4 separate regions of the Mus musculus genome follow, and all the other regions are linked to region 4. Evidence: chromatin contacts called from public HiChIP or PLAC-seq and Micro-C data. All regions are on one chromosome and are shown on one strand. Each heading gives the region's core, a stretch centred on a gene start, on an enhancer-like site or on the middle of the called end of the contact. The rest is flanking DNA. Distances are from core to core; before and after follow the strand shown. Region 1 has its middle 9.8 kb from the start of Gm11677. Region 2 holds the start of Sdk2 (sidekick cell adhesion molecule 2). Region 3 has its middle 36 kb from the start of Gm30337. Region 4 holds the start of Sox9 (SRY (sex determining region Y)-box 9).

Region 1 (2,700 bases), core at 108-2,607, 1.0 Mb before region 4:
GTGGTAGCATTACTGCAGATGGTAAAAGGTAGGGAGTGGAATCTAGATAGGAGAAGGAAGTCCTTGAGACATGTTTTTAAATGCTATCTTTTTATATCTTCCTTTCTCTTCTTTCTATCCAGCAAGACGTGCTGCCATAGTCAACTGTTGCCATCATAGGGCCAAGACACCATGTGTTTAACTTCCTATAACTTCTAGTGAAAATGAACCATTCCTCCTATGAAGTTATTTCAATTAGGAATTTGGTTACAGCAATGGCAAAAGTAAATAATATGATGTATCTACTGATGTGTGTTGTTAAAAGCATACACAGGCTTTAAGACAGACTCACATCACAGAAACGAGGTAGAATAATGGTAGAACTCTTGGTTAGAGGGGAGGGGGAAGTCCACATAGGAAAGGAAAAAGAACTAATTTTCTTTGTGTAAAGATTATGTTTACCAAGAAGGTGGCATTAAGAGTCTTAGCAATTCTAAGTAGGCAGAAATGGCATCCAAGGAGGAAAACTAAAATGGAAATATAGTTGGATAGAGGTTTGAAACCAAGTGAATTTATTTAGAAGACACATGAAAATTTCCAATGTAAGATATTTGACCTGTATTAGTAGTAATATAATGACACAGACCTTTCAAAAATATCTGACATTGTTATTACCATTATTATTGTAATCCCTTACAGTGCCTTAGAGGAAGAATATGCAAGATTAATATCTATTATAAAGTTCCTCTGAACACATTTAGAATTTGCTTTATTTTGTTTGGGGTGTGTTTTTATTTTCCAAGTTCTCAGCCAGCCAAATTCATGCTTTGGTATACTGCCTGGGCCAAGTCTCTCAGAACAACTTCCTGTCTGGCTTGTCTAACATGGGCCTCTTGACTGTCTGGGAGCTTAGCTAAAGGGAGGATATAAAATCAACAAGTTTAAGGTGAAAATAAATAACCATCCAGTTTGAACAAACAGCTTGCTTCACACAACAGTACTGGGCCAAATTCAGTGGTACTCAACAAAGCTTCCCAGCTATCTTAACAGAGTGTTTCTTTTAAAGTTGATTCGGAGAACATATTTTAACATTCTAGACATCACACATGCTAAAGTGGCTCAAGAATTATCATGTATTGATGATGGTCAATGATGCTCTTCTGGAAAACAAAAACTTGGTCATCTAATCAATAAAATAATTCCTGGTCTTTGAGCTGGTTCCAGGTCAATTATTCTTGGCCGGATTTTAACTCTCGGGATTATTCTGACCCAAACTGTGAATAATGGCCTAAAATTGCACAATATACAGAAACCATCTGTTTGATAGGAACAAGAGAGGTGATGTCATTGAGGCCATTTCTAATCTCAATTTAGTGTCCTGCCAGTTCTGATGTCACAGCTTTGGCAACACACACAGCAGAGTCTAGTTTGTGAAGAATGAAGGGTGATCTTCTTCAAGAAGGAGATTGTTTCATTCCAGGAAGGACTTCTCATGTCTTCTGGATTGGAGGAAGATGAACGAGAAATGGCAAGAGCTGACTGTCGACTGACTAGCATGTCCTCTATAGCAACAGTATCGCTATGTCATGTAACTTTCCAAAGACAAACCAAGCTCTTGGTCTTTGGAAAAGGAAGATGCCACAGCAGTTTGTTTAGGCATAAATACAAGGAGATATTGCAGCAAAAGAAGATTGGTAGGAATAGTTCATGTTGAGGGTTCCAGGGATGGAGAATGGGAGAGTCGAGCAGAATTAGATGGTAATATTAATTCACAAATATAAATTCCAAGATGTGCTTACAGACGTGTGAGTGTTACGTGTAGGAAAGTTGGAGAAATTATCTACACTCAACCCTGGAAGATTTGTCCTTTCTGGTGGAAAGGGATCTATTGTCATCAGCATCAGCATCCTGAGAAGCCAATATGAAGAACTTCAGAAGAGTACAATAAAAATCATTGAAGGGTTAGATTATCATTTCCAAGGCAAAATGTTAAGAAACTTGAGGAACTGTTGGAGAGAAGGATGGTAAAGGAGCACGAAGGGACAGATGTCAGATACCTTGCTACAAAACGACTTACCATATAGCCAAGGATGCTGCAAAGGCTAAGGATGTGGTTCAGTGAGTAAAGTACTTTCTGTACAGTCATGCAAACCAGAGTCCAGGTCTCCAGGACCCACAGGAAAAGCTGAATGTGGCACAAATGTCATAAATGCAAAGCTGAAGAGCTGATACCGGAACATGATAGGGTTCACTGGATAACTAGGCTTCAGGGAGAAGGCCCTGTCTCAAAAGGACAGGTGGAGATTCATAAAAGGAGACATTTGATGTTAACATCTCAGGTCTCCCTTCATGCACCTGTGGGGAACTCTGTCCCTCAATGGCATGGGTGCACACAAACATACACACATAGGTACACACATGCACGTACACACATACAATTAAAACACGAATGAATGAATAAATAAATACATAAATTAATTAATTAATGAATAAATATGATGAAACTGTGAAATGTTCATGTAGGAAACACAAATTGGTCCCCTTATCTCTTAGAGTTATTATTATCTGAAATACCACTTAATAGAAAATTGTGTGCCCAGTCTGTGTATAACTCATACAGAGTAAATAAAGTTTGGCTCATCTTAGTGTGGAGGCTTCCATAGTGAGTTTTGGGGGTTTTTTTGGTTTTGATTTTGGTTTTGGTTTTGGTTTTGATTTTGG
Region 2 (2,700 bases), core at 183-2,682, 1.3 Mb after region 4:
TCACCTTTCCGGTCCAGAAAGGTCAGAAGTATCAGACACTGCCCCACCCCAAACAGAGCTCCAAAAGTCGAAGAAGCGGGGAGCATTGAGACGTACAAGAGATGGTCCAGCTTGGGCCAAACGCGGTGTCTTAGGGGGGTTACCTCTCTTCTGCCCACCCAAACCCCTTCTCCAGTTCCACGTGGAGAAAGTCACCCATACCGTACCTTGGGCCCCGGCCGAGTGGATCCGATGCAGGGCCAGTAGAGTCCAGAGCGGCAGCCTCCACATGCTGCTGAACATGCTGACCGAGGGGTCCTCTAAAGTGCCCCCTCTTTGCGAGTTGCTTTATAATCCTTTGGAGTCCCGGGAGACTGTGTGGTCAAGTCCTGGACGCTATGCCCGTAGGGGCCGCACCGGCGACCCCAAATGCTTTCCCCTCTTTCTGCGCTGGCTATTCCGTAAAGCGAGGGGGAGAGCAGAAAGAGGCCAAGCCTCCTCTCAAATTCGGGGTGCCTGTATCCCTTAGCACCCCGACTCAGACTACGTCTCATAGGCAGGGCGACCCCTGCGATCCGGCCTGGTCGCTGGATGAGCTCCCGAATCAGAGGACAACTTCAGGAAACTTCCTCCTGGTGGCCACGTTGCCCGCCTCCCGCCCCTCCCCGCCCCCTGGTTGGGTTCTCCCGGGCCGACGTAGTCACCGCGGTTCCAGGCGCCGGGCCCCTGGGACTTGATGTAAGCGGAGCACAGTAGCAGGCGCGGGCGCCGGGTGTCTTTTAGAAGGGGCGCAGGGCTCGGGGGGCGCGGTTAGCATAACGGTCCGAATCTCCCCGGAGCCGAAGTTTTCTTCTCTTCTAACTTTGCAGAAGGCATCTAAGCGGGGCCGAGCCACCCTTCTCAGCTCCACGGTCCTCGTGCCCAATTCAGTGATTTCGGGGGTACCTCCCCTGGGGCTTCGGTGCGGGGCTCGCCCTAGGCTCTGAGCACCTCCGGCTAGCAAACTTTGCGGGTCCCACGGCCCGGCGCGCAGCCCCGTGCGCCCATGTCTGCGCCAGCTGCGGGCAGGGATGGATGCCCGGTTCGGGTACCCGGCTGGGCGGCCCAGGTTCCAGCCAGCGCCTGGGCACCGCGCCTCTTGCGGGCGATCCTGAGGAGGAGACCGGCGGGTCCTGCTCTCCGCCGCACCCGGGATGGAGCTCGGCGCGAGCCGCACCGGGAAAGCCCTGCCGGCAGCTTTGGGATCCGGGGTTTCGGCGCCGCCTCGGCCCCCCGGCGTTTTCGCCCGGCGCGGGGACCCGAGTCTCCACGGCTGCTCCCGCGCCTCGGCCGCGCCTGCTGCTCGCCCACCTCGGCAGCAGCTGCCTCGCAGAGCCTGGAGCTCTGGGCTGCCCGGGCTCAGCGTCCTCAGAGCTGCTCTGCTGCCGAGCCTGAGAGTCTGCCTGCGCCGAGCTGGAGCTGCGGGGGCAGCGGGAGCCGGAGACGAGCGCGGCGGAGGCGGAGACGCGGAGAGGGGGGCCGAGCGCTACCCCGTGGCCGCGACTGGAGCGCAGCCTGCGCGCAGGGAGGGGGCGGCGGCGGCCCCGAGCCAGGCCCGGGAGCGAGCCCCGCAGAAACCCAATCCGTGTGCGCGGCCGCGGACGCCTGGCGTCTCCGGGACCCACCGGAGGGCAGTAGCGCGGGCTGCAAGCGAGCCGCTCTCTCTGGCCCGGTCTTCTAGCTTCAGCCCACCCTCACTCCTCCCTAGAAGGCCTTATCCCAGTCTCCCATAGGATGAAGCCCCCAGTACCCCTCTGGATTCGACCAGGCAGAACAGTTTGGGAAGGGTGTGTGTGTGTGTTGGGGGGGGGGGGGGTGTCAACCGGTTGATTCCAGTTTTTCCTTCCCAGGTCAGACTCTTTAAAAGTCTGGAAACGCTCAGGGCGGAGAGCAAGATAAAGGGGAAGCCTGGGACTTGCAGAAGGCTGAGAAAGTGAAGTTGGTGCCAAACTCGTGCGTTCTTTGTTTCTTCTTCTTCTTCTGAGCTCCCCCTTTAAAGGCACATTAGCAGCAGAGACACAAAGGAGAGAGCCAGAGGGGTCCTCCCTCGTGGCCCAGGGAAGGGAGCAGAATGTACCTTCTAGTGTGGGAAGGCCAGGAGCTGGAAGACCCCTTTAACAGTTGTACTTACAGGCAACAGACGCCTCTACCTCCGTGGGCTCTTTTCTCTATTAAAAATATTAAAAGTAATATTTTGCGGCTGTGTTGGCGTAAAAACAAATATATTACTACATATTAAAACATTTTCTTTCATTTAAAAGTTCATTTAATTTTTCCCCTGATTTTAAAAGAAATTAAAACAGTTCCGTGGGTTTCCTAAAAGACGGTGTAGTCCCTGGCACTGAGCCTGCTGGGAAAAAAAATCAGTCTTGCAAGGTTGGTATTTCGGCTGGAAAAGGAAGGGTTGAGGCCCGTCACCTTTGCCAGCTTTTCTCTTCATGCCTCCAGGGCCCAGGTCTTCGGAGACACACCCCTGTGGTCTTCCAGTTCTGGTCATTGCCCTTCAGGCATCTCACTGACTTCGAGAGCTCTGCCTCATCTTCTCCAGTCCCCAAGCCTCTTCTCATCGCTATGGACGCAGGCACTGAACACCTCTCATCGCTCTACTGTTCTCTCCTCACCTGCCTTGGAAGAACAGCTTTGAGCATTTAGTGGAAATAGACGAAAAACCTAGCCTGCCTG
Region 3 (2,700 bases), core at 145-2,644, 1.0 Mb before region 4:
AAGAGAGAGAATGGAATTGGATGGGTGGGTGGCAGGGAGGACCTGGGAGGAGAAGAGGGAGGGAATCCCATTATCATAACCTACTGAATGAAAAAAAATCATTTTTAATTAAAAGAACATGGATAAAGTCTGATGGGAGTCATTCATACTGCTTTCAGGGACACCATGAAAAATGCTTTTTTGTGTGTGATCCAGACATCCAAACTGTTCATAGCAATGTCATGGCGGGTGTGGTTTGGACCCCCTTTTGGGGTCCCCAAACATTTTAATCACCTGTGTGGAAAGCTTGTTGTTTTTGTAAAGGGCAAAAATAACCCTTATATCACAGGCTACACTTTACAACATGATGTCTGGTCAGAAAACAAATGGAAAACATGTTAATAGTGCATTATATTTTGCCTCATTATTAAAAACATTGGTTAAAAAATGCAGTTTGGATGAATGGTCAATTGATTGTAACATTTGGATAACTTTGCTCAGCCATGGGACCTACAAGCTACTCTTGACTTCACAACCACCTCCTCAAAACACATGGCATGGCAAGCAGGCTTGTGATTAGAATAGAAGGATTCCAAATATATATATTTACATTCAACTCAAATATATAACCCATCGATGACTACAGCTAAGGGGCAGAGACTTTACCTTGTGTATGCCTTGAGGCTAGGGTTCTATCTTTAGCACTTCAAAAGAATTAATAGTAAACATATTGTATGGGAAAAGTAATATATGTTATACTAGCTTCTTTATTTAATAACTATCTACTAATTTATGTTCCATATTATATATTGTTCTAGATGTGATGTAGACAGAACATCAGAGAAAGAGACAAAAATCCATGCCTGCATGGCGATAACACCCTGGTACTTTTCCCTTCTAGTACAGGGTCAAAATAGCAGTCTTCAATTGAGTCCTGTCCTTCTAACTGGAGTATCTGTAGCTAAACATTTTTTATGTATCATATCATATTCTAATGTATCATATCATATTCTAATGTAATGTATCATATCATATTCTAATGTATCATATCATATTCTAATGTATCATATCATATTCTAATGTATCATATCATATTCTAATGTATCATATCATATTCTCGTTTCCTTCCAGTGGTTGAGACAAAATACTCTGACAAAAGGCAACCCAGAGGAAAAAAGGCTTGCTTTAGCTCACAATGCCAGGTTACAGTCCATCATAGCAGGAAGCAAAGTCAACAGGAACTTAAAACAGCTGGTCACATCCCATCTGTATCAAAACCAAAGGAAAAAACACTCTGTCACCTGACCTATGTTCCCTGCCCCCATAGATATTTGCTTTAATGTACTTCATACCCTGTCTAAACATGTAGCACATGATATATAGGAGAAAACTAAAGACACAAGAATGGTCAGATGTCAAAAATTAAATACACATAGGTGGCAGATAGAAAGATACATAATCCCACAGAACTGTGGTGTTATTATATATGATATAGCATTTAGATGAGCTTAGAAATTAAAACAAATGTAAGCACATATCCCCTGCATGGTCAATGGAGTACTGTACAATAAGTGGCCTATCTAGCTTGGATATTTAGAACCAGCATCAACAAGCCTTGTATTGTCCTGTATATCATTGTGTGCTAGATTGCAGTTTTCCTTCAAAATCTCCCAAATAAAAGAGGCAAGCTCCAGCTTTCAGCCAGACAAGAAGGCTGTAAGACTTCAGACAGTTTTCATCACAGCTGGCCAGGCCTGGCCAGTCTCAGACAAAGGACTTCCGCATTTATCTCGCCCTTATTTTGATGTCTCATTCAAGTGAAGATAAAAGGAGAGATGTGCTTTGAAACTTAACCATTAGGGCCACAAAGAAATCAGCATGCGAATGTCACCCGTACATGAATTTCAGATGAAGTCTACGTTTGTCACTGCAGACTTTAGAGGTTTGTTGAGGGTGTTTGCCTGGAAAAGCCATAGGAAGTGTGGGCGAATGAGTGCTGGCTGGGAGCCAGTTGGAACTCTTTGTCACAGACTGTTATTGATAATGAGAACTGACATGCATGTGTGCATGCATATGAGTGTCCACATGTGCATATGTACATGTTCATACATTTACATGGGTATACATAGTGAAGAGTAGAGAAAGGAAAAGGGAGAAGATGAGGGAGACGGAGGGAGGGAAGAAGGAAGGGGGAAAGAAAGAGAGAGAGGGAGAGAGAGGAAGAGGAAGTGTGTGTGGGGGGAATAGAAGCAAAAAAAGGAAAAAAAAAGGAATCTGATAATACATTGATAGACAGAAGCCTTGGGTAATAGACAGGCCAGAGAGATTCTGCATAGGTAATTTTAAATTCAATTAGTTTTACCATTACAATAAAATAATTTCTTGGGAATAGCCTAGTTGCAACAATGCCTGCATTCTGGAGGTGATGATGACCTAGAGGACAGGATGGAGTTGTCATTGTCATGATAGACATATTTAGCAAGAAAAAAATGTTCTGCAACACAAAATGGTTCCCTTTCAAAAGAGGGGTGCCAAACGTTTGTCTTCATCATATAGATAAACTTTTTAAAAATTTGTCACTCTAACTACTCTGGGTGAACTACTGAGAACTCTTTGTTTGTACAGATTTGCCGTTATACATTTTGAGAGAATGAAGATGTCCCACTCTTCATCCCACCCAGCCAAACTTCAGAATGGCAGATGTCACCATCACTGACAAAG
Region 4 (2,700 bases), core at 134-2,633:
GATGTTTAAATGAAATTGTTTATCTTTTTTTTTTTTTTACACCGTTGTGAGTTTGTTTGTGGTTCCGAGGGCATGTCGCCCGGTGGCAACTAAGATTTTTATTCGTTCCAGAAAAGATAATTCCTCCCTTAGCCAACCTTGCTCTAAGAGTTTGAGTAAACACGCAGCTTCGGCTCCAAGCACTCTTAAAGTGCAACGGACACCTAAGTGGCCTCCCCCAGAACGCCCACCTGTGTGCAGGTCTAAGAGGACGCAACTAAAGTCCAGACGCCTAGAGCTTCGCCCTCTTAGGTATCTGGTAAAAGGAAGGCCCAAGCAAGGGAGCCACAGGGCTCCGCCAAAGTGGCCCGTTTTGTCTGGAGTCTCCAGTCCAAGTCAAGGGCCTTCTCGGCCTCACCGCCCGGCCCTGCCACCTTTGCAAACTTCGCCCTCAACCCCGGAGTAGTTTTGCAAACTCCAGTGGCGAGCCTGACGGTGTTTGTGACTCAGTCAGGAGGCAAGAAGCAGAACTCTAAAGTAATAATCCTGACTACGAGGGGCGTCAGAGTACTGGAGGGGCCGGGAAAGGACTTGTCAGTTCAAGGTCGGCGTGGCCCACGGGACCGGCCGCAAGAGCCGGGGACTGCGCGGTCCCTGCCGCCAGCCTTTGCCTGGTGCTCGGCTTTGGTTTTCATTGATTCCCCACTGCGGGAGCGCAGCAGAAGCTCCAGTCACCACACCAGCTTCGTTGAACCAGAGCGCGTTAATCTATTTATATGGATTATTACAGAGAACAGCGGGCGTTGAGTCACCCAAACATTTGCTTCCAAAAGACCATTTCTAAGCACTTTTTTTGGAAGCCGGCAGACTCCAGGCGCAGAAGCCCAGCTCCGCTTTGACGAGCAGCTGTTGCAATTTCCATTGCTGTAAACGCCAGCGAAGTCCCGGGTACCACGGAGACAGCATCGAAAAGTGGGGGTGGGGGGTTGTGGAGGGTCCTAGTCTAGACACGCTCGCGTGCACGCGCACACACACACACACACACACACATACACACACACACACACACACACACACACACACACACATCGGTTCACACGGAGACCGTTCCAAAACTGTGACATTCCGAGAGTAGAGAGCAAACTTACACACTCGGACGTCCCGGGTCCCCCGCTTGCCCCGCGCCCCCCTCCAAGTCCCCTCACCCCACCATCCACCCTCTGGCTGAGCTCCCCTCCCTTCTCCTCCCCTCCTGTCTCGTCACCCAACCCGGAGCCACAATCCTCCCCAGCCCCCCTTCCAAAATCCGGTCCAATCAGCGACTTGCCAACACTGATGACTCAAGAGCTAGCCGTGATTGGCCCGAGGTATCTAACGTGAAGGAGGAGTATTTATTAGAGACCCTGAGCTGGAAGTCGGAGAGCCGAGAGCGCTGCTCGGAACTGCCTGGAAACTTCTGTGGGAGCGACAACTTTACCAGTTTCAGTCCAGGAACTTTTCTTTGCAAGAGAGACGAGGTGCAAGTGGCCCCGGTTTCGTTCTCTGTTTTCCCTCCCTCCTCCTCCGCTCCGACTCGCCTTCCCCGGGTTTAGAGCCGGCAGCTGAGACCCGCCACCCAGCGCCTCTGCTAAGTGCCCGCCGCCGCAGCCCGGTGACGCGCCAACCTCCCCGGGAGCCGTTCGCTCGGCGTCCGCGTCCGGGCAGCTGAGGGAAGAGGAGCCCCAGCCGCCGCGGCTTCTCGCCTTTCCCGGCCACCCGCCCCCTGCCCCGGGCTCGCGTATGAATCTCCTGGACCCCTTCATGAAGATGACCGACGAGCAGGAGAAGGGCCTGTCTGGCGCCCCCAGCCCCACCATGTCGGAGGACTCGGCTGGTTCGCCCTGTCCCTCGGGCTCCGGCTCGGACACGGAGAACACCCGGCCCCAGGAGAACACCTTCCCCAAGGGCGAGCCGGATCTGAAGAAGGAGAGCGAGGAAGATAAGTTCCCCGTGTGCATCCGCGAGGCGGTCAGCCAGGTGCTGAAGGGCTACGACTGGACGCTGGTGCCCATGCCCGTGCGCGTCAACGGCTCCAGCAAGAACAAGCCACACGTCAAGCGACCCATGAACGCCTTCATGGTGTGGGCGCAGGCTGCGCGCAGGAAGCTGGCAGACCAGTACCCGCATCTGCACAACGCGGAGCTCAGCAAGACTCTGGGCAAGCTCTGGAGGTGAGCGCGCGGGCCGCCAGGGAGGGCTCGGTGGCTAGGGGGGACGCGGGCTGCACTCACCGACCCCGCCCCGCCTCCCTGAGCCGCGGAGTTGTGCATCCTGGGGTCTTTGGTCCAGGATGCAGGGCGGCCGGGGGCGGGGGGAGGGAGTGGCTCAGATTTTGAGAAAGTTCTTGGGATTGCTCTTGGTTATGGCGGGGGGGGGGGGAATGGGGGCGTGAATATGACTGCTTTTAGGAAGGTAGAAAGGAGTGAGGGGGTGTGCCAGCCTGGTCCCTCTGGAAAGGAACAATTAGAGGAAGCAAGCCCACCTTCCTTAGGCCAACTGCGCTCATTCCTGGGGAGATGGAGTGAAGGGAAAGTGTAACTGAGACTAGAGGAGACCCAGGCAAGAATTGGGCAAAGCTACTGAGAACCGGCAGGGGCATGGATCAACAGAGCGAGCTTCTTGCAATTTAAATGGGTTTTCGGAAAGTTTTTACTGCGTGTTGGGAGGGGTGGACCGCTCCGG

Evidence for each region. A called contact is a pair of places that touch in the nucleus more often than the background predicts. HiChIP or PLAC-seq counts read pairs in DNA pulled down with a chosen protein or histone mark.
Region 1: a contact with region 4 is called in an H3K27ac HiChIP or PLAC-seq map of heart atrium, with 52 times the contacts expected there. The contact joins the enhancer-like site here to the promoter of Sox9 in region 4. A contact is called at or near these places in 6 of 39 promoter capture datasets (the 3T3-L1 cell line, frontonasal cranial neural crest, hippocampal neurons and 3 more) and 6 of 115 datasets of contacts at active chromatin or transcription factors (embryonic forebrain, embryonic midbrain, fibro-adipogenic progenitors and 3 more).
Region 2: a contact with region 4 is called in a Micro-C map of embryonic stem cells, with 6 times the contacts expected there. The contact joins the promoter of Sdk2 here to the promoter of Sox9 in region 4. A contact is called at or near these places in 1 of 39 promoter capture datasets (embryonic stem cells), 4 of 484 Hi-C or Micro-C datasets (all in embryonic stem cells) and 1 of 115 datasets of contacts at active chromatin or transcription factors (embryonic stem cells).
Region 3: an H3K27ac HiChIP or PLAC-seq map of heart atrium shows a contact between it and region 4, with 7 read pairs. The contact joins the enhancer-like site here to the promoter of Sox9 in region 4. A contact is called at or near these places in 6 of 39 promoter capture datasets (the 3T3-L1 cell line, frontonasal cranial neural crest, hippocampal neurons and 2 more), 1 of 484 Hi-C or Micro-C datasets (adipose-derived mesenchymal stem cells) and 6 of 115 datasets of contacts at active chromatin or transcription factors (craniofacial prominence, embryonic forebrain, embryonic limb bud and 3 more).

The regions. Positions count from the first base shown.
Region 1 is chr11:111,734,789-111,737,488 of GRCm38.p6, forward strand. No RefSeq gene overlaps it. Among named protein-coding and RNA genes, the nearest start is that of Gm11677, 9.8 kb to the left of the region's middle. Within about 2 kb of position 1,358, at least 6 of the 459 cell types and tissues checked have an H3K27ac peak or open chromatin away from gene starts, as enhancers often do. A contact at or near this core is called in fibro-adipogenic progenitors and heart atrium, where this site is marked.
Region 2 is chr11:114,065,597-114,068,296 of GRCm38.p6, forward strand. It overlaps Sdk2 (sidekick cell adhesion molecule 2), which reads right to left and starts at 1,433. Exons shown (of 45, transcript NM_172800.3): 1 at 207-1,433. The coding sequence starts at 282.
Region 3 is chr11:111,764,962-111,767,661 of GRCm38.p6, forward strand. No RefSeq gene overlaps it. Among named protein-coding and RNA genes, the nearest start is that of Gm30337, 36 kb to the right of the region's middle. Within about 2 kb of position 1,395, at least 21 of the 459 cell types and tissues checked have an H3K27ac peak or open chromatin away from gene starts, as enhancers often do. A contact at or near this core is called in embryonic forebrain, heart atrium and stem cell-derived neural progenitor cells, where this site is marked.
Region 4 is chr11:112,780,827-112,783,526 of GRCm38.p6, forward strand. It overlaps Sox9 (SRY (sex determining region Y)-box 9), which reads left to right and starts at 1,384. Exons shown (of 3, transcript NM_011448.4): 1 at 1,384-2,189. The coding sequence starts at 1,759. RefSeq lists an enhancer at 1-213, a cis regulatory region at 990-1,004 and a promoter at 1,206-1,713.